5 separate regions of the Mus musculus genome follow, and all the other regions are linked to region 4. A link is a contact called in public Hi-C and HiChIP or PLAC-seq data. All regions are on one chromosome and are shown on one strand. The core of a region is the stretch at or near the end of the contact, and the rest is flanking DNA. Distances in the headings are between cores, read along the strand shown.

What was found. Hi-C and Micro-C count contacts between places; a contact is called where the count stands out from the background. HiChIP or PLAC-seq counts read pairs in DNA pulled down with a chosen protein or histone mark.
Region 1: a contact with region 4 is called in an H3K27ac HiChIP or PLAC-seq map of microglia, with 8 times the contacts expected there. The contact joins two enhancer-like sites. A contact is called at or near these places in 1 of 484 Hi-C or Micro-C datasets (bone marrow-derived macrophages) and 2 of 115 datasets of contacts at active chromatin or transcription factors (embryonic stem cells and microglia).
Region 2: a Hi-C map of bone marrow-derived macrophages shows a contact between it and region 4, with 21 read pairs. The contact joins two enhancer-like sites. A contact is called at or near these places in 10 of 484 Hi-C or Micro-C datasets (the G1E-ER4 cell line, bone marrow-derived macrophages, cortical neurons and 3 more) and 1 of 115 datasets of contacts at active chromatin or transcription factors (embryonic stem cells).
Region 3: an H3K27ac HiChIP or PLAC-seq map of microglia shows a contact between it and region 4, with 6 times the contacts expected there. The contact joins two enhancer-like sites. A contact is called at or near these places in 1 of 15 datasets of contacts at CTCF or cohesin (the NIH/3T3 cell line), 4 of 484 Hi-C or Micro-C datasets (B cells, CD8 T cells, memory CD8 T cells and 1 more) and 3 of 115 datasets of contacts at active chromatin or transcription factors (bone marrow-derived macrophages, microglia and neural progenitor cells).
Region 5: a Hi-C map of bone marrow-derived macrophages shows a contact between it and region 4, with 18 read pairs. The contact joins two enhancer-like sites. A contact is called at or near these places in 1 of 15 datasets of contacts at CTCF or cohesin (the NIH/3T3 cell line), 2 of 484 Hi-C or Micro-C datasets (bone marrow-derived macrophages and nephron progenitors) and 1 of 9 other capture datasets (embryonic stem cells).

The regions. Positions count from the first base shown.
Region 1 is chr12:40,654,561-40,658,848 of GRCm38.p6, forward strand. The region is part of intron 8 of Dock4 (dedicator of cytokinesis 4); the gene reads left to right. Among named protein-coding and RNA genes, the nearest start is that of Dock4, 210 kb to the left of the region's middle. Within about 2 kb of position 1,866, at least 16 of the 459 cell types and tissues checked have an H3K27ac peak or open chromatin away from gene starts, as enhancers often do. A contact at or near this core is called in microglia, where this site is marked.
Region 2 is chr12:40,582,674-40,587,152 of GRCm38.p6, forward strand. All of the region lies in intron 1 of Dock4 (dedicator of cytokinesis 4), which reads left to right. Among named protein-coding and RNA genes, the nearest start is that of Dock4, 140 kb to the left of the region's middle. Within about 2 kb of position 3,003, at least 45 of the 459 cell types and tissues checked have an H3K27ac peak or open chromatin away from gene starts, as enhancers often do. A contact at or near this core is called in bone marrow-derived macrophages, where this site is marked.
Region 3 is chr12:40,541,806-40,546,489 of GRCm38.p6, forward strand. The region is part of intron 1 of Dock4 (dedicator of cytokinesis 4); the gene reads left to right. Among named protein-coding and RNA genes, the nearest start is that of Dock4, 98 kb to the left of the region's middle. Within about 2 kb of position 2,021, at least 5 of the 459 cell types and tissues checked have an H3K27ac peak or open chromatin away from gene starts, as enhancers often do. A contact at or near this core is called in microglia, where this site is marked.
Region 4 is chr12:40,271,145-40,275,175 of GRCm38.p6, forward strand. No RefSeq gene overlaps it. Among named protein-coding and RNA genes, the nearest start is that of Gm40403, 25 kb to the left of the region's middle. Within about 2 kb of position 2,402, at least 16 of the 459 cell types and tissues checked have an H3K27ac peak or open chromatin away from gene starts, as enhancers often do. A contact at or near this core is called in bone marrow-derived macrophages and microglia, where this site is marked.
Region 5 is chr12:40,634,374-40,638,817 of GRCm38.p6, forward strand. Dock4 (dedicator of cytokinesis 4) reads left to right here. Exons shown (of 53, transcript NM_172803.2): 6 at 1,710-1,858. Among named protein-coding and RNA genes, the nearest start is that of Dock4, 190 kb to the left of the region's middle. Within about 2 kb of position 2,943, at least 5 of the 459 cell types and tissues checked have an H3K27ac peak or open chromatin away from gene starts, as enhancers often do. A contact at or near this core is called in bone marrow-derived macrophages, where this site is marked.

The DNA.
Region 1 (4,288 bases), core at 616-3,115, 380 kb after region 4:
AAGGGAACTGGCAGTCTATGCTACTGGGTCGCCTTTAGCTGACATTTAAGGAGTGGCTCTTGCACCACGTGGGATACAAAGAACCATAGTGTGGTGCTTCACATAGGCTGTGCAGCTGTACATTAATGCTTATCTTCCCTTCATCCATGGTGCTTCATCTGCATCAGAGTATTAAAAATCCTGTCCAGTGAACTTCGCTCTCTAGCCAGCCAGCCAGTTGGCCTCAAGTAGTCAGCTTCAGTGAGAGACTCTGTTATATGTTTGATTGTGAGCCTTGGTGTCATGGTTGTTGTGTAACTTTCGTTCCTTTGTTTACTGGCACATTCTAAGTCCTTATTAATTAACACTGTCATTTTGACTTGGGACTAATTCATTCCTTTACTTTTGACTCAGCAGAGAACTTGGCCTGAGTACCACCTGTTGGTCACTGGCTACAGCAAAGTTGCTCGTACACATCAGCCGCTGGCTTGGGCTTCTAAGTGAGAAATTAGCAGCAGGGTGTGCTTAATTCTAGTAATTGCAATGATGAAGTTTACTTTCTTTCTTTTCTTTTTTCTTTTTTTTTTTTTTTTTTGGTGTTTCGAGACAGGGTTTCTCTGTATAGCCTTGGCTGTCCTGGAACTCACTTTGTAGACCAGGCAGGCCTCGAACTCGGAAATACGCCTGTCTCTGCCTCCTGAGTGCTGGGATTAAAGGTGTGCGCCACCACGCCTGGCAAAGTTTACTTTCTAATGAGTCCTTTTTCGAATACTTTTCTGAAGTTAGATTTTCTTTTTCTACTATCATGCGGTTAAACCCATTTTTCTTGAAAGGGTTCTATAGAAGCTTTCTTTTGCCTACAATTATGCCTTATTAAGTCCAATTCTGTCATTTAAGGGAGCGAGAGAACTGAATGCAGTAGATAAAGCACAGGCATTTTAAAAATCCAGATCCTTTAACTGTAAAATGGCTATGACTTTCTCTCTGTCTGGGAGAGACACACATCACCTGTGTCTTGTACACCCTTTCATTGTGGCTAAGTGGCCACACTCTGTGGTTAGGAAATCTGGGTAGAAATTCTGACTTTGCTACATCAGCCTGGGCACTTAACTGCGCATCTCTTACAGCTGTTAACTGGTAGGAATTAATGAAGATAACAGTGCTTTCTGGAGGGATTTCTTGAATGTTAAATGCATAGGATGTTGCCCAGGACCCAGGAGTTTATTGGTGCGTCCTGGCTATGAGGAGGAGGATTTTTGAACCCAAAGAGGAAGTATACATCACCCTAACTAGATGTACGTGGTGGCTACCTTTGTATTCTTATAGAAATCACACATTCCAAGAAATTGGTGATGTTTTAGTTATGATACTGCAGTTACTTAAAGTTTAGAGAGACCCTCTAGCAAAAAGGTAATATGCAGTGCATATTATGTTAGCCAGGAGTACACAAAAAATGGGAACCAGAAGCCTGAAGGGGGATTACAACCTGAAACACCACAGTGGGAACAGGAATAAGGAAGTTGGAAATCCTGTCTCCAGATGAGGAGAGTCTTATGAAATTGCTTTCATAGCTTCCAGTAACCCTGTTCAGCGGCAGACATTATTATATAAGAGCTTAGAGAAAGTGGTACTACTTTTATCTGCGTATAGTACTACATAGCAAGGTTAATAGAGCCTTTACAGGTTTAGTTCCCCTTGTCTGTGCTACATGTCTTGTTTGATGCATTACTTGAAGCTTACCATGGCCTGATCATACAAGTTCACCATCTACATTTTTACATAATTTAGGAATACTTACTGTTTTGACTGTGACATATTGTAGGCCTGGGTCTGTTTTTGTAATTTCATATTACAATGCTCACTAAAACTTGTAAGCTTTCCAAAGCAAAGAAAAGCAGTGTAAGGAAAATGGCCCAGCCAGACTAGCAAGGGACGCAGTGCACAGAGTTAAAATAGGTAGAGGAGGCATTCAGAACCCCTCCTTGAATTGTGGCAGCACAGTGGCAGCCGTTCTATCGGGCCCAGAGCATTTCCTGCTGTGTCTAGACATGTTGGCACAGATTCACTGTGGGTGTCTGTCCAGCAGTGACCCATAGAGACCTTCCCCGGGGCCCTGTGTTGACAAGCACAACTGCTTCCCACCTCCCTCCTCTCCATCATCTGATTGTTCCAGCAGGTGCATGGGAATTGGTGTTGTTGTCACCTCCGAATTAATCACATCTGTGGTTTATCCCTCATTCACTCTTGTGTTATACATAAAAAAAAAAAAATGGCCCACACATACTGGTTGCCTTTAATGGTAGTGACTCTAAGGAAGCTGCTGGAACAGAGGTGGGGCAGGAGGGGGATACAAATACAAAGAACTGAGCAAGGAAAGGCTTTATCCAAATCTAGAACACACTGTGTATCATGGAACCACTCAGCTTTTTTATAGCATTGTATGATAAGAATATAATGCCAATTATTTAACTTTAGTAGATGACTAGAAAAACTAGAGTTGCAGAAAACCGGAAGCTCACAGAGTGCATGAACTTGAGTAGGCTTCTCTTTTGCCTTGCACTTATGCAGACAGCTTGACGCTCTTAAGTAGAGGAGTATTTTTATTTGTACAAGGTGAGCAGAAAGCCCTCGTCTCCCCGATCCTGCCTTTTAAGTCAGGGGCAGGTTAGTGAGTCTCCTCCCCTCACTAGTATCATGGTCTTCTCTGTCTTTCTTCATGAACACCCAGGTTGCCGCCTGTAGGGCATTCAGAATAATTTAGTTTTCCTGGAGTCTGAATGGGATAAGCCTCTGTCACGCATAGTAAGCACTTCACAAAGACTTTATTCAGTGCCATTTACAGTTGCAGAAGGATTTGGCATCCACAAAGGGATGACCAGTGGTGTGCCTCTACTCTCTCTTCCCCTTCAGTTTCTCAGCACCTTGCAGAATACTTGATACCGGGTGTGTGTGTGTGTGTGTGTGTGTGTGTGTGTGTGGTGATGCATTTAAAGGAAGCTTTTAAGTTTTGCTTTCCTGTTGAGGCAAAGCATTAAAAGATCCTGCCATTAGTCCCTTAATCTTTGCTATCATCCTTCCCCTCCAGGAGTGGGGTGGGGATGTGCTCTTAATAAGAGAGAGCCAGGGTGCTGAGTGCATCATCACTAAGAGCTGTTTCATGTTACCTTGTGCTCTCAGCCCTGTCTCCAGGGAGCCACCATTTGCAAACACTGTCATGCTGAAAATAAAAGTACATAGGAGTCATCAGATAAAGGCCTGGTGTTACCCCCTAAGCAGTTGGACCTCTTGGATCTTAAGTTAAGCAGGGAGGGTCTACTTTATGGCAGTTTGGCTCTGGCGTTTCACACCACTACTGTGCAGTTACTGACGTCTGCTCATTCATACATTTAGCCAGCAAACAAGCCCCACCTAAGGCTAAGTGCTCATCTCAAGAAGGCATAAAGAAAACCACATCTTCCCAAGCCTTGTATTCTACTTAGGTTCAAAATGTTGAGAAAAATAAGGATAGTTTCTAAGTTACGCCTTTATATAGTATGGTCTATAAGGGTATGGCAGTCAGTATGCATTTTGTTGGTTCATTCGTTTTTTTGAGTTGTCTCACTATGTAGTCCTAGTTAGCCTGGAACTTGGTATGTACACCAGGCTGGCCTTGAACTTCTAGAGATCTTCCTGCCTCTGCTTCCAGGGTACTGGATTATAGCCAAGTGCCACAACAAAAAATTAAAATATGAACCCACAAAGAAAAAAACCTCAGAACATTCTTTTGAGAAAAAAAAAAGAAATAAAGATTTAGTTATTGATACTAAGGGTGTAAATTACATAGATTTTTTTTTTAAATTAATCATTCTATTTTCATTTACATCTTCTTTTTTCCCAATTTTTAATTAGGTATTTTCTTCATTTACATTTCAAATGCTATCCTGAAAGTCCCCTATACCCTCCCCCCACCCTGCTCCCCTACCCACCCACTCCCACTTCTTGGCCCTGGTGTTCCAGGCATATAAAGTTTGCAATACCAAGGGGCCTCTCTTTCCAGTGATGGCCGACTAGGCCATCTTCTGCTACATATGCAGCTAGAGACACGAGCTCTGGGGGGGTACTGGTTAGTTCATATTGCTGTTCCTCCTATAGGGTTGCAGATCCCTTCAGCTCTTGGGTACTTTCTCTAGCTCCTCCACTGGGGGCCCTGTGTTCCATCCAATAGATGACTGTGAGCATCCACTTATGTGTTTGCCAGGCACTGGCATAGCCTCACATGAGACAGCTATATCAGGGTCCTTTCAGCAAAATTTTTCTGGCATATGCAATA
Region 2 (4,479 bases), core at 1,753-4,252, 310 kb after region 4:
GCCCTCCCTCCTCCTATTTCTCTGAGGATGTGCCACCACCCACCCCCCTCACTCCCAACTCCCTAGTCTTGCATTCCCCTAAACTGGGGCATCTAGCCTCTTCTCCCATTGATGCCTGACAAGTCCATACTCTATCAGCAATTTTCTTAATGCTGAAGGGTGCGAGGATATTGTTCAGGAGCTAGAGTTCTTCCTTTCCACTGACTTGCCCATGAGATCTAACATATATGTGACTGGGGGACTAGGGATGTAACTCAGTGGTTAAGAGAATTGACTGCTCTTCCAGAGGACCCAGGTTCAATTCCCAGTACCCACATGGTTGCTCACAAACTCCTTTAACTCCCATTCCTGAGTAATCTCATGCACTTACCTGGCCTTCACAGGACCCATGCATGCACTTCTACACAGACATAAATGCAGGCAAACAACCTATACACATACATAGGAAAGATAAGTTATTAAGACTACAGTTGAGATTTGTATCAATGACTCCCTTTACTCTTTCTAATTGACTGACTATATGACACTACATAGAACTAACAGAAATCAAAGAACCAAAATACTTAGTGACTAGTATAATGTTCATTTCATGTAAGTGGGTTAGACAGGGTACTGCAAAGGTTGGTAAGTGAACAATTTCATACTTTGGATTGTTTAGGTTGTATACAGTCCATTTAAAATCGAGAGAGTGAATGCAATGACCTTAGATTGAATAACATTACAACTTTCACTACAACCTACTGGAAGAGACATGCCAAAATCCAAGGTAAACCAAGACAGGTCCAAAGGGAGCAGTGTTTTAAAGTCTTCTGGCAGGGCCATCTTTAAAGCCTGGGGGAAATGCTCCATGCTATTTGTGATGCTGAATTCCTTGTTTCAGAGTTGTCTGTCAACAGACATAGGCAAGAAGAGAGAAATGAGGGTTTTAGTGTCTGCTTTGTACCAATCAACGGGCTAGGTGTTGAGGTAGATAGATACTTTTCCATCCTTATACTTGGTACCTAGTTTACTTGTACCTAGCTATGGCCTGAGCTATAGAAATGAAGCCTTGGGGGATTTTGTCATGTAAAGTGGTTGTAAAATTAGTAATGAGCCAGTGATCATTTGAATGAAAAATATCATCTGTAGCCTCAGGCTTTGGAACACTTATTTCCCAGTTAGTGGTGCTGTTTGGGGAGTTCTGGGTGGTCCAGCCTTGATGGAGGAAGTAGTCTCAGAGAGCTGGCTTTCACAAGAAAAGCCTTCCACCTCTTCAACATAGCAGTCTCTTGCCTGTGCTTCTGTTTGAAATAGGAGCTCTCAACTTCCTGCTCTTGCCACCATGCCTGCCATTCTCTGCCATGCCTCTGTACCATGATTGACTGTTACTCCCTTGCTCATGTTGTTTTATCACAGCAAGAGAAGAGTAACTAAGACAGAGTCTTTTCCTACGGTGTGCATGCTAGGACTTGAATGTAGCCTTACTCCTGACTCTACCACTGATCTATACTCACGGCCCATTACACTTTATATTTAAGTCTCTGGACTTGTAGAATCACTCTTCAGCAGCACACAAATTCGATACAGATATAATTGGATATATTTTAGTGCTGTTATTTGATAAAAGAGATGCTTAAGATGGTTAGGTCTTCTTGATTAATTGACTGTTTATCACTGGGTAATGATCTTTGCCTATATTGATGGTTAGTTGTCTAAAAATTAATAAAGCAATTACAGCTTTCTTGTGGTTGATGTTACCATGTTAAATTCAATTTTTAAAATATGTGATATGCATTTCTTCATATTAAGCTCTTCATTTTTTTAACAGTGTGCTAATTCCTAGCTTTCAATTGTGGTGTATAGTCTCATCACGTATAAAGTGTTCATCAATATGGTCATATTTAATTTTTTAAACATTTATTTGTGTGTGTGTTCAGATGTGTGGATGTGTGTTAGGATGATGTACCCAACCCATGTGTGCAGAAGTCTATGCATATGTGCGTGTACAAGCTAGAGAAGACCTTCAACTGTTGGTTCCTGGCCAAGTTTCCCTGTGAATCAGCATGTCTGTCAGGTTCCCAGGGGCTACCGTTGTGTTGTTCTGGATTAATTCTGAGTCACTTTACATCAGTTGATTTCCCCCACATTGTTTTCTGTGCATTTGCATTTCTGAACTTTGTGTTGCATGCCAGAGGATGTCTTAACAGATGAATATTTGAATTCCTTTAAATGCCTGTAACTTCCTACTCAGAGGAAGTTTAGCAATTTGATCCCTTTTAGTTTTCTATTAAGATTTGTTCCTCAGGTCAGAGTCACATTTGCCTCAAAAATCCCTTCTCTCTCTAGTGCCCCCATGAATGTGGAGGTTCCTCTTTCGGCCAGTGGGAACCCCGAGAGCTTTACTTAAGAGGACACGCCATCACATGTCTATAGATAGACTATTTTCCACAGAGGCAAGCCTGAAAGGGGAAAGGTGAATACAGTAAGTCAGGGGGTGTGGTTGGACTGAATTCCCCCTCTCTGCCTAATAGGCTCTGCAAACCTTGAGACGACTCAAGGAAGCTAGACAGTGTCACCCAGTGCTGATTGGTCTTGCAGAGAGCATGGTTCTTTAGACAGTGGAAGGAGATCCGTCCATACTGTGCACACCATCAGTTCGTCCCCACGTAGATTTATGGAATTTCTGTTTAGCGCATACCAGTTTCTAGTTTTCCTCCGTAGAGCTGTAAAGAGTTTTGTTGTTGATGTTGTTTGTTTGTTTGCTTGATGGTTTTGCTTTTATTGTGTTTGCTGTGACTCTTAGCCATTATTTAGTGGCTTCTTGTCTCTGTCGCTGGCTGTGATGAAATAGTCTTGTTCATACTTTGAAAATGATCTTTCTGTTCAAAACAGCAAGATATGTGCTTGTAGAAAATAACCTCCATTTCTGAGTTATGGGTTTTGTGGACCATATGTACCAACCACTGCCTGATCAGGGAAGTGGGACAAGGGTCACTGAAGTGATGTCTAAACATGCCCAGAGATGAAAACGTCATTGCTCTGTACCTGCTATTAGTTTCACTCTGTCACAGAACTGGAGCCCTTACATTGCCTTGGAGAATCCATGGACTGGTATTCTCAGACCAATGAATAAAAAACTTGGGTCAGTTAAAGGCAGGCTGTGTGCAGCCAAAGGGATTAGGCGCTCTGCAGTGTAAGTCAGGACCCTTTCCTTGTCTTTAAATCATCATTTGTGGCTGGGAATATGGTGGGGCTTTGTAGGCCTGGTCATTTTATAGATGAGGAAAGGAAACTCAGAAATGGGAAGTGTCTGCTAAAATGGAAGTTAGCAGTCTAACAGAAACTAACAGGTCTAACTAAAAGCCTTTCCATTCCGGCCTCACTTCATGGTAAAATGGCCAAAAAATTGGGGGCAAGAGGTTAGAAACAGAATTAGTTTTGCCATCAGAAGATGTAAGTTTTATGTCCTGGTTTTATGGTTTCTTGTGACATGATAACTGTGTGATTTGGGATAATTACCTATTATTAGTTTTGGAATTGTTCTCTATCTATGGAATGAACATTTTTGTCAAAGAATCTGCTTTTGTCTTAAATTGACAAATTGAATTACAACCTGTTTTGATACTTAAAATGTGCTAACATGTGAATCTGTGATGACCTCCATTGTATCATTTCGGTCAGAAGAAAAAGAGGTTTTAACTTTTATAATTCTGCATTCTTATCTACTCTGACCCCTACTCCTTAGGGTCTTACCTCTCCTGAAAAGTGTCATAGCTGGGCATTCTGTGACTTTCCTATCATAATAGACAGGCTTGTGAGATTCTAGACAGAATGCTGTTCACAGGCCCCACTAATGTTTCTCTGTTTAATGCAGACAAAATGGTTTGTAAGATGCTTCAGTGAATGGTTTCAAGTAGAGGTTCCATCTCAGTCACAGCAGATTATTTATTGTTTTATCAAAAATTCTACTTACTCCTTGTTGAAAACATGAAGAGTACAACCATGACACACCATTATGGGACTAGGGTCCTCCAAAGACGCCTTTGAGTTCATTTTCTGTTGCCCTTCACTGCTGGGCCTGCAGCCTACCTGTAATAGTAGTTTGTTTCCTCAGAGAGACTCCATTGGAGAAAACTAGATTTTTATTTGTCAATGATCATTAATTGGAGATTGCTTCTGAATTACTGCTGGGGCGTGTTTTTGACTTCCTGACTTTTCTCCACCACACCCCTGACTCCACACACAGATCCTCATGTGTTTCCTGGGCTCGTTTCCTTTGTTTGCTTTTGTTTCTGTTCTATTCTGATACATTAGTTTTCACTTTATCTCATTATGTTATATTTTATTATTATACCTTAGAAGCCCATTTGTTTTCAAATGAGAGACGGAAAGGGAGTGGATCCAGAAGATGCAGAGGAACTGGTGGGAAGGATATACAGAGAGGGGAAATGTTAATCAGGATATACTATGTGAGAAAAATCTATTTTCAATAAAAAGAAA
Region 3 (4,684 bases), core at 771-3,270, 270 kb after region 4:
GCATTTATAAATGTGAGAGTGGCTAGTTGTTTCTCCTGTCATGTCCATTTAGCTATTTATCTTATTATATGTGTTTTTCCTTATATATGCATATTATAGACTTTCTGGATCAACAACATGTTTTTTATATTGCTTATTTTGTTTTTATAGGGTATGTTGTAGTTTTTTTTCTCTGTATATTTGGTTAGCTAAAAGGAAATTTCCTTTTGAATGATGTATGTATGTAATAAAATCTGGGAACCTAAGAGAAAACTCAATTTTTTCATTATCTCAGTCAATCGATTGACCAACTTAGTGAGTGCCTACTGTATGCAAGGAGAGCTACTAAGTGGGAGTGGAGACACAACATTACCTTCCCTGACCTTATGGGACATTCCAATGAAGTGTTAGGGACAGACATTCATTGAGTAGACAAATAAATGCTTAATTATCAACTGTGTTAAGGCACACAATAAGCCATTTTCTCCTTTTAGAGAGAATAAGAAGTCGTTATTGAAGAAGAGCCAGTAAATGGCTGTCCTCCTTAGACATGGGAGCCCTGAGCTTAGCAGGGCTTGCCTCTGCTGGGGTTTCTATGCGCTCAGTGATTTGCTTTTCTGGGCTGGACACAAAGGTACTATGCCTTAAGAATATGAATTTCTCTTATATTTTTCTCCTTTTTAGAGTTATGAAAGTGCTTCTTAGATTATTTAGAATTCAGCATACATTAACTGGAGCCCTGTACTTCTCTCAAGTTGTGTGATCTCTCTCTCTCTTACATATAATATATATATATGTGTGTGTGTGTATGTACATATATATATGTGTGTGTGTGTATATGTATATATATATGTATGTATGTATATGTGTATATATATATATATATGTATGAAACAAAAACACACTAGAGGACACTCATGCAATTCTAAATATATATGTACATGTTTATTGCAAAAGTACATAATTTATTATAGCAGCAAATAATTTCTTTTTGATGACTTGGAACAGAGTGTAGAGACCATCTTTGCTCTCCTCGTTATGATTCTCTCTTTGGTGCTTGCTTCTCTCATGCTCTGCAGCTATTGTGAAGTATGGAACCTTGAAATGTCAGGTATAAGATAAGTGACATGATTTCTGCATGGCTACCTTATATGTTACATTTCAGAGTCCTGGTTGTACGACAGTTTTTGATGCTGAAATATACAACAGCATTCCAAAACTTTGCCCTTCTACTCTATGGCACCCACTCCTACTTCTCTATCTGGCGATGGGGGAGGTTGCAATGAGCTGTTCTCATAAGCCTAGGAGTGACTTTTGGAATTCTCTATCTCTATCTCTATCTCTATCTCTATCTCTATCTCTATCTCTATCTCTATCTCTATCTCTATCTCCATCTCATCTCCATCTCTATCTATCTATCTATCTATCTATCTATCTATCTACATACACACACTTATGTGGTCATTGTGAATATTGTTGATCAGAACAGCAAAAGGACTCACTAGTAAGCATATTGCTAAGACATATCATTAAAAACCTGTTGGCCATACCCAAGGAGCACCAGGAGCCTGTAGAACAGCACAGGTTCTTCTTACCCTTTTACATGTAAGACTTTAAAGAATCGGTTTTCAACCTGTGAGTTTCTAGTCCCTTGTGAATCGGCTATCAGATATTTCCATTATGATTCACAACAGTAGCGACATTTCAGTTATGAAGGAGCAATGCAATAATTTTATGGTTGGGGTTCTCCCCAACACAGGAACTGTATTGAAGGGTACCAGCGTTAGGAAGGTTGAGAATCATTGCTTTAAAGGTTTTCTGTGTTCAGACATTCTCTGAGGATACAATCCTTTTCCTAGCCAAGGAAGTTCAAGACTCCTTATTTGATGACAATTGGCTGTTTTGGTTCTGCTTTCTCAGCTTCTCTTTCCCCTGGGACAACCCGGTGCTTTGTTGGTAATCAGCGCTATGTTCCATCCCTGTGTGCTCTGAACACTGTGTTTGTTCTGTGCTGGAGCCCTGCTTTCTGTAGACTGTCTTGTCCACCCTCCTTGCTGCTCCTTCCATGCTTCCCAGACTGAAGCCTTGGAGTCCAGCCTCTCAGACTCTGATGCAGCCTTTATGCATCTCTTTGAGCACATGACACACTGAGGGACCTCTGTCCCCCATGGCACATTGCCTCAGTGTTCAGTCACCCCTCTGTGCTCTCTTGGACTATAACTTATCTTATAGCCTCACTTGAATCTTTGCTAATCTGTAATATTTTTGGCTTTGGGTCTGGCTGACACCAAATGTCATTTATCTTGCAGTATCTCGTTGACATTTAACACTGTCTTGGCTAGTAGGTAGAATTTAAATGTGTTAGGTATTATCCAGGACCAGCAGAGCATAAAGTAATACTTTGTATCCTGATACAAGATTGTGATTTCAGGGCCACACAGCACAGCACATCATGCAAGATGGGATAGTGTCTTAGGTTTCCATTTCTGTGAAAAGACACCATGACCAAGGCAACTAGTATAAGGCACAACATTTAATTCGGGCTGGCTTACAGGTTCAGAGGTTCAGTCCTTTCTCTTCATAGCAGAAAGCACAGTAGCATCCAGGTAGGCATGGCTCTGGAGAAGGAACTGAGAGTTCTATATCTTCATCCATAGGAAGTGGGGAGCAGACTGTCTCCCAAGTGGCTAGGAGAAGGGTATCAAAATCCCACCCCCGAGAGTGATAGACTTCCTCCAAAAAGCCACACCTACTCCAACAAGGTCATACCTCCTAATACTGCCACTCCCTGGGCCAAGCATATTCAAACCACCAGATAGCAATGACATAAAATATTCTACGCACAGTTTTATATATTTGAGGAATTTACTTCAGAGAGACCTTATTACCTCCTTGATTATCAGGCACACCTAAATTCAGTTTTCTTAGGGGGATTTGGGGAAATGTTGTTTCATGGTTTGCTTTTGCAATAGTTCCTGCTTTTATTTTGCTTCCTCTGCTCCCCTTGTGGAACTCAATGGCAGTATTTGAACTTAGAAGCATGGTCCAGGGGGAGGAATCAATTTACTCGTCATCATTCTTACCAGGACAAGGAAGATGTCTGTCAGTGTTTGCTGTATCCTCTGTCCGCAGTATTTGGAGTCAGAGGGTGTCAGGAAATATCAAGGGCCACATAGTAGCTACATAGTCTGTCTTTTGATTAAAAGTTTCAGGTTCAAAAAGCTAGTGTATCCTGTTTAACATTTCTTCTTTTATTTCAATGTAAATCTAAATATTTCTTGTTGGAAGCCAGAACCTTCCCCTGTCTCCTATTTCTCTTTTAGGTAACAATGACTGTTTATCCTCAGTGATTTCAAGGTTAGAGTATTAGCTTAGTTAGATTGCCTGCTGTTAACTCTAGTATGCTCCTACGACATATAAAATAAAGAAGCTCCGTTATTGAAGAGACTGTCTAATTGCACACAACAGAACACTTTTCAAGGCTGCTCACGGCTCTGTTGGCTCTGCAAAGGCTCCTGGTGTGTGGTCAAAATGAACCCTTACACCTTGGTCAGTTTTCAGCTCTCGACATCTTTCTGTTGATGAGATCATGATTTTCTACCACATAGGATGAAATTTCTTTTTCCCGTGGGCATACATCCTATTCTATTGGACAGTTATTATGATTCTGTCTTTTGAGTTATCAGTAGCTAAGCTAGTGTAATTGGAAAAACTTCCTTCCCCCAACTTTTAGTAGTGATACCTTCCAGCGCTTCCCGAGGTGTTAGTTGTTGGAAACGGTTTTAGCCTAAGAAGATCTTCATCTGATAAAAGTATTGATTGAGAAGGAGGAGGACTGCCAAAATTCAATTCTGTTCCTCATTTTCTGGAACTTTTGGTCTATCCTGGAAGGCTTGTCACTGAATCAGAAATGAAACTCCTTGGAGCTGGCCAGTGATCTGATTATCACTGCGTCATTTTCCTTTTGAGGACTGATGCTTCAACAAGGTGAAGCAGGGCGTGTTTTACTTAGGGGGAGATTAACTGAGTGATACATTGTTTCTTAGGTAAAGGCTGTAGGTGAATGGATGAAAAGAAGCTGTTGGCACATATGTCAACACTCCGTGGACCTCAGCCACTTTGCCCTGTTTTCCTGCTTACTCTGCTAAGACAATGTTAGCTTTAAACTGCCCAAGCTTAGCCTGTTTCCCTAAGTTCAGAACTGCACTTACGTTTTTGTTTTTTTTTTTAACTTAACATTTAGTATCTTTTCTTTTCTCTTATATGTTATAAAGGCACATTTAAGACAAAGAATCTGATGACCTGGTAGATCAATTTACTATAAGTTTTAATAGAAGTTTTAAATTTTTACATAGAGGTCTGTTTAGTTTAGATCAGGATAACACATTTTCTTCCTTAAGGACTGAGATGGAAATGGCTTGACTTTTTTCTTGGGGGGAGGCGCTTGTTTTGGGGTGACATATTACTCTAGCAATGTCCTTACTGGAAGTTAGTTTCGTTGTAGCCCCTTTCTCCTTTAAAAGACACAGTATCTTTACTGGCTGCCAGCTCTACTTACAGGAGTATTTGAAAACATTCTGGTGGAAATTTGTCTCTCTGATTTGTGTGTGAAGCCACCATTCGATTCCAGTGTGCTAACAGCAAGAGAAGACTCTCTCCCCTTTAAACATTGGATGATGGTCAATTTAATCGATGCCATTAGAAA
Region 4 (4,031 bases), core at 1,152-3,651:
GAGTGACGAAGAGAAAGAGACAATAGAAACTAAAAAGCAGAGACTGAAGGAAGGACCATCCAGAGACTGCCGCACCTGGGATCTATTCCACCCACATACAATCACCGAACCCAGACACTATTGTGGATGCCAACAAGTGTTTACTGACAGAAGCCTGTTATAGTTGTCTCCTGAGAGGTTCTACCAGTGCCTGACAAATGCAGAAGTGGATGCTCACAGTCAACCATTGGACTGAGCGCAAGATCACCAACGGAGGAACTAGAAAAAAGTCCCAAGGAGCTGAAAGGGTTTGCAGCCCCATAGGAGGAACAACAATATGAACTAACCAGTAACCCCAGAGCTCTCTGGGACTAAATTACTAACCAAAGAAAACACATGGTGGGACTCATGGCTCCAGCTGCATATGTAGCAGAGGATGGCCTAGTCAGTCATCGATGAATGGGAGGAGAGTCCCTTGGTCCTGTGAAGGCTCTATGCCCCAGTGTAGGGGAATGCCAGGGCCAGGAAGCAGGAGTGGGTGGGTTGGTGAGCAAGGGGAGAGGAGAGAGGATAGGGTTTTTTCTTTTTTTTTTTTTTCCAGAGGGGAAACTAAAAAGGGGGATAACATTTGAAATGTAAATAAAGAAAATATCTAATAAAAAAAGAAAGAAAAAGGCAACATTTAGACACCGAATACATGAATTAAATAATAGATCGAATAAGTTAATTATGTCACAGGCAGTTCAAGTGTGAGCTAAGTAATAACATGCTGCCTTTAGACATCATGGGAGTGGTTATGTTTCGTGGGCAGTGAGCTCTCCCAGGCCACACTTCAGGTGAGAGGTCTGAGTTGGGCACAGTGTATGCAGGTGGCATCTACAGCAGTGAGAAGGGATCAGACCTCCAAGGGAATGTGCTAGTGAGAAAAATAAGATAGGAAAAGTGGCTGCTGAGAGCCTGGGGTCTCGGGGACGAGCTGAGAATGGCTCTGTGGTGTTTGGTGACTGTGGCAATGGGGAAGAAGTAAGAAGCAAGATGACACTAGCCAGATGGGACATGGAGACCAAGGGGACCCAACATCCTGGAAGCCCTTTGAAAAGCTGGGAAAGAATAGTTAACTATTCAGTGAAGAAGAGGGGATGCATAGTCCACTGTCAAATGCTGCCTCTGGGCCTAATAACATGAAAACTAAGAACCTGCTGCTGGAGAAGGCTGCAGACAAACTGCATATCCTCACAAGAGCCTTCCCACAGTGACAGAGAGAGACAGAGACAGAGAGACAAAGAGACGGATAGGAACATACACACCGAGAGAGAGAGAGAGAGAGAGAGAGAGAGAGAGAGAATGAGGTGGAGAGCAAAGCCACTCAGAACTGGAGGAGACAAGACCTTCATCTGGGGACATGGCAGTTATTTTGAGGGTTTCTCGAAGGCTGATATTTTGAGGTAGCATGAAGAAAGAAATGGGATAGTTGCCAGAAGAATCCTGTAGGGTCCAAAGAATTCTTTTAAATATGCAGTTTATAGTCGATTGAAAAATAAGGATATTGCAATTTACTCATATATCAGTAGTTATGATCCAAAGAAAAATGAAATTTCAGTGCTGTAGGGACAAAAAGAGGAAACCCCAAAAGAAACATCTTTTCATAGAGAAAGCATAATAAAATATGATACGAAAGTTCGTGGAAATGTTTGTTCATTAAAAAAATTGAAGCTAACAGGAAACCCCCAATTAACCACTCAGGATTTCCACTGTGGGCACAAGTATTTGTGTGTATGTTTATGATGTAATAAAAAAAGATTTACTTATCTGTTTTTCATATTTATGTGTACTCATGTGTGTCTATGTGCACGGCAGGTGACCTCAGAGGTCAAAGGGCTTCAGATGACTAGAACTGGAGTTCCAGGCCATTAGTTGTAAGCCACCTAATACTCGTGCTAGGAGCATGTAAGTCACCTCTCCAGACTGTGACATTTTGGGGTGAGGGCAAAACATATGGCCTAATAATGTGTTCCTTTGGAATATCATGACATTAAATGTAATTAAGTTTGTGTTGTCCTAAATAATGTGACTTTTAGGGACTCAGTCAATTATACATTAAACAGATATTATAGTACACACATCATATACTGGGCCTTGAGGTAAGTGCTAAGGACACAAGGGTATGCATGACAGAGTAGTCTGTGTCTTCAAGAACCTCAAAAATCAAAGAAGCAGACAAGCGTTGACTAGATGTGTGTAATCAGCCTGTGTAGGAGGACCTGTAGGCTGCTCAGTGTGAATATTAAGATGGGGAATCAAGGAGTTCTCCCAGAGAAGTGATATCTTAGCCGAAACATGAAGTGGCTAGAAGGAGGAAGACGAAGCAGGAAACAGTCTCTTCTCTGACAGGAAATGTCAGAGCCATCGTACCTCTAAATGACTCATAGGAACTTGAGACAAGAGGCCAGAGACTCACTTGGGGAACTGTTGGGCTGGACTCACTTGTCACACCTTGTAAGACCCTATTAAGCCCTAGAGTCCAGCAGTGCAGTTACTATTGTCATCTTACAGATAGCCACATTGGGGGCAGAGAGATAAAGTGACTTCCAAGGGCACAAGAAGAGTGCCCATTGGGGGTGGGCTTACAATGGAGGGTAGGGGGTGGGGAAATGGGAGATGAGACAGAAAGAGACTCTACTAAAGCATACTTTCTTTAAAAATGCTATCACAGTGTCTGTTTTAGACACTGTTCTATGGCTGTGAAGACAATTTATATTAGAAAGCATTTAATTGGAGGCTTGCTTACAATTTTGGAGGATTAAATCATTATCATTATGGAAGAGAGTGTGGCAGTAGGCAGACATGGTGCTGAAAGCTATACATCTTCTCTCTGCCTGATCCACAGGGAGCAGACAGAGGGAGGGGATGAAGGGAAGGAGGGAAGAAGGAAGGGAGGAAGGGAGGAGGGGATGAAGGGAGGGAGGGAGGGAGGGAGAGAGAGAGGGAGAGAGAGACTACTGTACCTGTTAAGGGCTTTTGAAGAGCTGGGTGTGGTGGCGCACGTCTTTGATCACAGCACTCGGGAGGCAGAGGCAGGCAGATTTCTGAGTTTGAGGCCAGCCTGGTCTACAGAGTGAGTTCCAGGACAGCCAGAGCTATACAGAGAAACCCTGTCTTGAAAAACCAAACCAAACCAAACCAAACCAAACCAAACCAAAACAAACCAAACCAAACCAAACCAAAACAAAACAAAACAAAAAACAAAAAAACAAACAAACAAACAAAAACAAAAAACAAGGGCTTTTGAAATTTCAAAGCTTACGTGAAGTGACACACCTCTGACAAGGTCACACCTTCTAATCCTTTCCAAACAGTTCAACTGGGGACTACTTAACATGCAAATAAATCAGCTTATAGGAGCCATTTTCTTTCAAACCACCACAGTATCTAATGTCTTGTATGCTAATTAAGAATAATAAAATAAAGAGGACCTGTTGGAATCACGATGTTTGTGGTAGATACATACAAAGAACTTATTATGAGCCTGGTCATAGCTCAGACACTCTCATGCACAGTTGTGCAGCTAACTCGGATCACATCCTATATCATCCACAGTTTACAGAAGAGGAAACTGATGCAGAGAAGGGTAACCTCTCTCAGGTTTGTACAGCAGGTAAGTGGTGGGGGAAGGTTTCCCACCCAATTAGTGCAGCAGACTATCATTCTCTCCTTTTCATATGACTGCCATGGTTACATGAACTTCAGAGATACAAAGAGGGTGTGTGTGTGTGTGTGTGTGTGTGTGTGTGTGTGTGTTTGTGTGTGTGTGTGTGTGGTTTAGTGGGCAGTAGAAACTGTTTTTTTCCTGGCACTGCAAAAGCATGTTATTTATATTAGGATACTCAGCTGAGGCCTGTGTTGTACAATCAGGTCTAATTTGGAGAAACTTTCTTATGAAATGGAGGACATAGTCATTTCTGTGACTCAGAAAATGTATCATTCCTTTGTTTGCATTGTTCTTTGATGCCCTCAGGCTTTCAAGAGCTTCTGTGATACATAAAAGAATCATA
Region 5 (4,444 bases), core at 1,693-4,192, 360 kb after region 4:
CAAGAATATTGTGTTGCAGAGCCCTTGTAATGGCTTGTAGGACAGTGCATAACACGAGAAAAGAGCAGGCAGCAGTAGGAGACAGTAATAGAAAGCAGGCGCAATTGAGTGGATAAGGACTTGAGAGTAGAAGGAGATTATTTATGCCTCAGAGGATCCAGAAGTGGCTTCATGGAGAAATCTTCCTAAGCGTCTACCGTATTTATTAGACCCGAGTAGTACCCAGAGGTCCCTTAAAACATCTAGTATCAAAAATCACTACCTTTCCAATTGTATATATATTTACCGAGCACATAGACCTTGATAACTTTTTCTATCATTTATCTCTAGAGAACTTCTGGTGGATAATGTCTGTAAGTTGACATCACTCTTTATATAGACCACTGGTTCACAACCTGTGGGTCTCAATCCCTTGGGGGCCACACATCTGATATACTGGATATCAATTATTTACATTATGATTCATGACACTAGCTGTTATGAAATAGCAACAAAATAATTTTATATTTGGGGGTATGGTCACCACAATATAAGGAATATATATTAAATGGCCACAGCATTTGGAAGTTTGAGAACCACTGATATAGACTATTAATAACTTCTGTAAAAAGTAGACGTATATTTTGTGGCTAGGAAAGATTTGGGATAGATAATTACCCAGTATCTCTGCGGGAAGATGTATATTTTTCAGTGTTGGTTAAAAAAAAACAAAAAACCAAAAAATGTTTTCAGAGCTTATCATAACAATACTAGTTACATGACCATTTTTCTTCACTGTCTGCATACTAATTCCTGTGTCTTCACAGTTACTCTCTGTGGTAGGCTCTTTACAGATAAGGAAACACAGAGCAATCAATGAATTGCTAGAGTATTTTGCACTAGAAATGACATGAGTGAAAGTCAGGTGACAATCATCTGTGCTGTTGTTCCACCTGTAGTCACAAACCCATAAGATATCTTTGCAGAAAAACAGTACTGCCCAATTTCACTGATGACTAAACTCACCTTCAGAAGCAAGATGTAGATTTGAACTCAGGGTTTTACACACCTTCCCTTTCTGAAACCGTGGGGATTGATTGATAGCTTTGACAAAGATATATTGAAGCTATATGATCTCTTTGATTAAATTTAAAACACCTGTTTTTTAATGAGTCTGAATACTAATCAGATAATTGCAGTAAACAGTGATCAATGTTTGAGTCTGGAAGCTCCCCTTGTGTTCAAATTCAGCTTGGTGAAGAATTAGGACCAACATTCGAGACATAAGTGGGTGCCGATGTCTCCATGACACTTATTTTACTTGCATGCTGCCATGGCTCAGACAAAAACCATGAGCACGAGTAGTCAGGGAGAACCACTTGACAAGTAGAAGTCAGGCCACACCTTAACGTATAAGAAAGCTGAAGAAGAAGATCTGGGAGAGGAAAGCCTCACTGTGTACTAAAGCAGAGACTAGCCAAGCCTAGGTGTAGCACAGTGAGAGTAAGGACCATTGCATCTGTCCATGTTGGCAGTTGAGACATCATGTTGGTTTGGACAGGAGAGCGGTATTGTGGGACTTGAGTGAAAAACGTAGAACTGCAAATGGACAAGGAAATGGGAAAGCTTTATTGGTGGAGAAGCCCTCTACTCTGTGGCAAGCACTTGGTCCCCCTCTTGGTCAAGCAAGAGGACTGACTGCCAAATCTCTGTGCTTCCATATGCCTTAGAGAAATGAAGGGGATCTCTTCCATCGCCTGTGGCACATCATGAATGAAATCCTCGATCTGCGACGGCAGGTGCTAGTTGGCCATCTCACCCATGACAGGATGAAGGATGTGAAGCGCCACATTACTGCCCGACTGGATTGGGGAAATGAGTGAGTACTGACAATGACAGGATGCTAGAAGGAGCCTAGATGTGACACCAGTTAAGCTAGGATGTGCTGAGTCCATTGGGAGAACTCCATCAAGGATGGAGCCAAAAAGCCACATCCATGGCTCTGGTGTGAGCACTGCCATCTTTTTTTTTTTTTTCTTTCTAATACCCTGTAGTATAACAGTATACAGGTTGTTACAATAAATATAATAATCATAGAGATTATTGATTAGATATGTTTTCTGACTAAAATGTTTTTTCTTCTTCTGTAGTCATTAGTTTTGAGACATGTATTTGATTTTATCGTATAACTCCTCTATATCATAGTGTAATCCAGAGGGAAACATTCATCTTACCAGTGACTGCTAAATGTCTTAGGACAAGTGCGCAGCTGTGAGACATTCTGGGAGGCATAATGGCCACTCTTCAAAGAGCTGTTAAGGAGGGCTCATGTAAAGGCTGCCAGTAACTGAGATCTACTCTTAAATAAAAATGTGGAGGACTTATTTAAAAATATCAGCCAAGCACTTAAGTAGGAAGTCTAGTTACTGGAAACTCCAAGCAAGGCTAATACTCTACAAAGTATGAATATTGATATATGAGTGGCTAACTAGAATAAACCAGCTTTGGCCCTGCTCCCCTCAGCCTTCCCTTTGATTGTATCAAGCTCCCATTTGCTAGTTGACCTTTAGTGGATCTCAGTACAGGATTTTGAGGAAAATGAGAAGGAATGTGGGACATAAAAGGAGAACACACCAGCAAGGAAACCATGAATAACTTACCTCTTTCTGGATCTGGAGAACACATTGGGCATACTGGTGGGTTGGATTTGCAGCATTTGGTTGGGTTTCTTCTTTGTGCGTGCAGTAGTCCTGAGAGACACAGCTTTCAAGGTGATCAGAATCTGACTGCATGTGCCCCTTATTATTTTGTGTGGTTGGTTAATTTATGTATTTATTTGTTTGTTTGTTTGTTTTGTTTTTATTTTTCTCCCTTGAGAAAGTTTCTCTATGTAGCCTGGTTTGTCCTGGACACACTCTGTAGACTAGGCTGGCCTCAAACTCAGAGATCTTCTTGCCTCTGCCTCCCAAATGCTGGGATTGGAGGTGTGTGAGACCATGCCCAGATCAGTTGCTCTTTATTCTTATTTTTAAAAGCCTTTGACTTTTTACCTAGTTACAGTTGGTTACTATTCCAGTCCTCGTTTAAATGAGGATTGGTTTGTTAATCGGGATGTTGGATCAAATTAGATTATCAAAAGTCACAAGGAAACATGGAATAAACTGAAAAACAAAGGAACAGACAACAACAAACAACCCTTTTCAGTTGGAAGAAGGAAAACAGAAGAAAGGGGAAGTGGAAGAAAACTGTGAGTCAGGGCTGTGCTGAGGCTATTTTTGACTTACACAAATTCTAGCTTATGCTCCATGCAGTTCTATGGCTAAGTTAAGGTAAGTTGGTAAAAAAAAAAAAAAAAAATGATATATGAAAATGAACAGCACAATTTAAACCATCCTTGAGCTCATGAATTTTCCCAAGCTCTTACTTCAGTTTCTTTAAATTTTATTGGCAATTTACTTAAGAACAATTTACAGCATAGAAATTATAGATTTGCCATATTCCTTTTAGGATAAATCCATCCCCTCATTAAAGATTGCTAAGTGGAAGGCAAATTAAGTTAACTCCTTTGCCTATTAAACTCGGTCATGTTGTCCTGGGAAATGATCTGTCACCTCATAAATCTCTTATCGATATAGGAAACATAAATTGAGAATGTGTTCAGTGTCAGATTGCATATCAGACTACTGAAGCGCAGTGGAAGGGCGTTCTTTGGGTTTGGGGAGCTTACATGAAGTAGGAAGGGAGCCATCTTGTTCTCTAACAGAATCAGTAGAAAATGATTTCTCTTCTGAAATCCCAGGAAGAATTAAAGTGATGATACAGAGTTCTGTCACCCATTGAGTCCATGATGGCCTCTGAATTCCTGTTGAGAGTACATGGAAGGGCTAAGAGCTTCATCCTTTTTTTCTGGTGTCACAGAGTATTTTAGTGGCAAGGCTAATATAAAATTTGTCCCTTTTTGCCTGGCTCCTGGCTTCCCATGTATTCTTGCTCCATCTGTTTTCTCTAAGCCTTGCCTACTTTTTTTCATATTCTTATTAAAGCACTATTCTGATTCTAGTCAAACAGTGGCTTATTCACTATTAGACTGTACCTATTAACCGACAGCAATAAGTAGCAACAGGTAAGATGCTTTTTCCACATTTATGAGAAGCTAGCAGCAACTGGTGACTCAGGCCATTCAGAGAACAGAAGCTTTGAATACTATTTCTTTCCATAAAAGCTCAGGAATGGCCTGAGGCTCACTGCTGGAGTTCATCTTGACTTACTTTTGTAGTGCTAGAGGTGCTTGGCCCTTCACAGATCTTTTCTTTCTAATGTTATTAGAGGGGAATCTAAATTCTCAGTTTCAGCATCACAAAGAAGGAATATCAATGACAGCCAGTAGGTAAGTCCTGTTTGAGTTGAACATTTTCTATTAGCCTTTTCAGACTGCTGGCCAGCTGGGGATTGCTTCCACAGATGT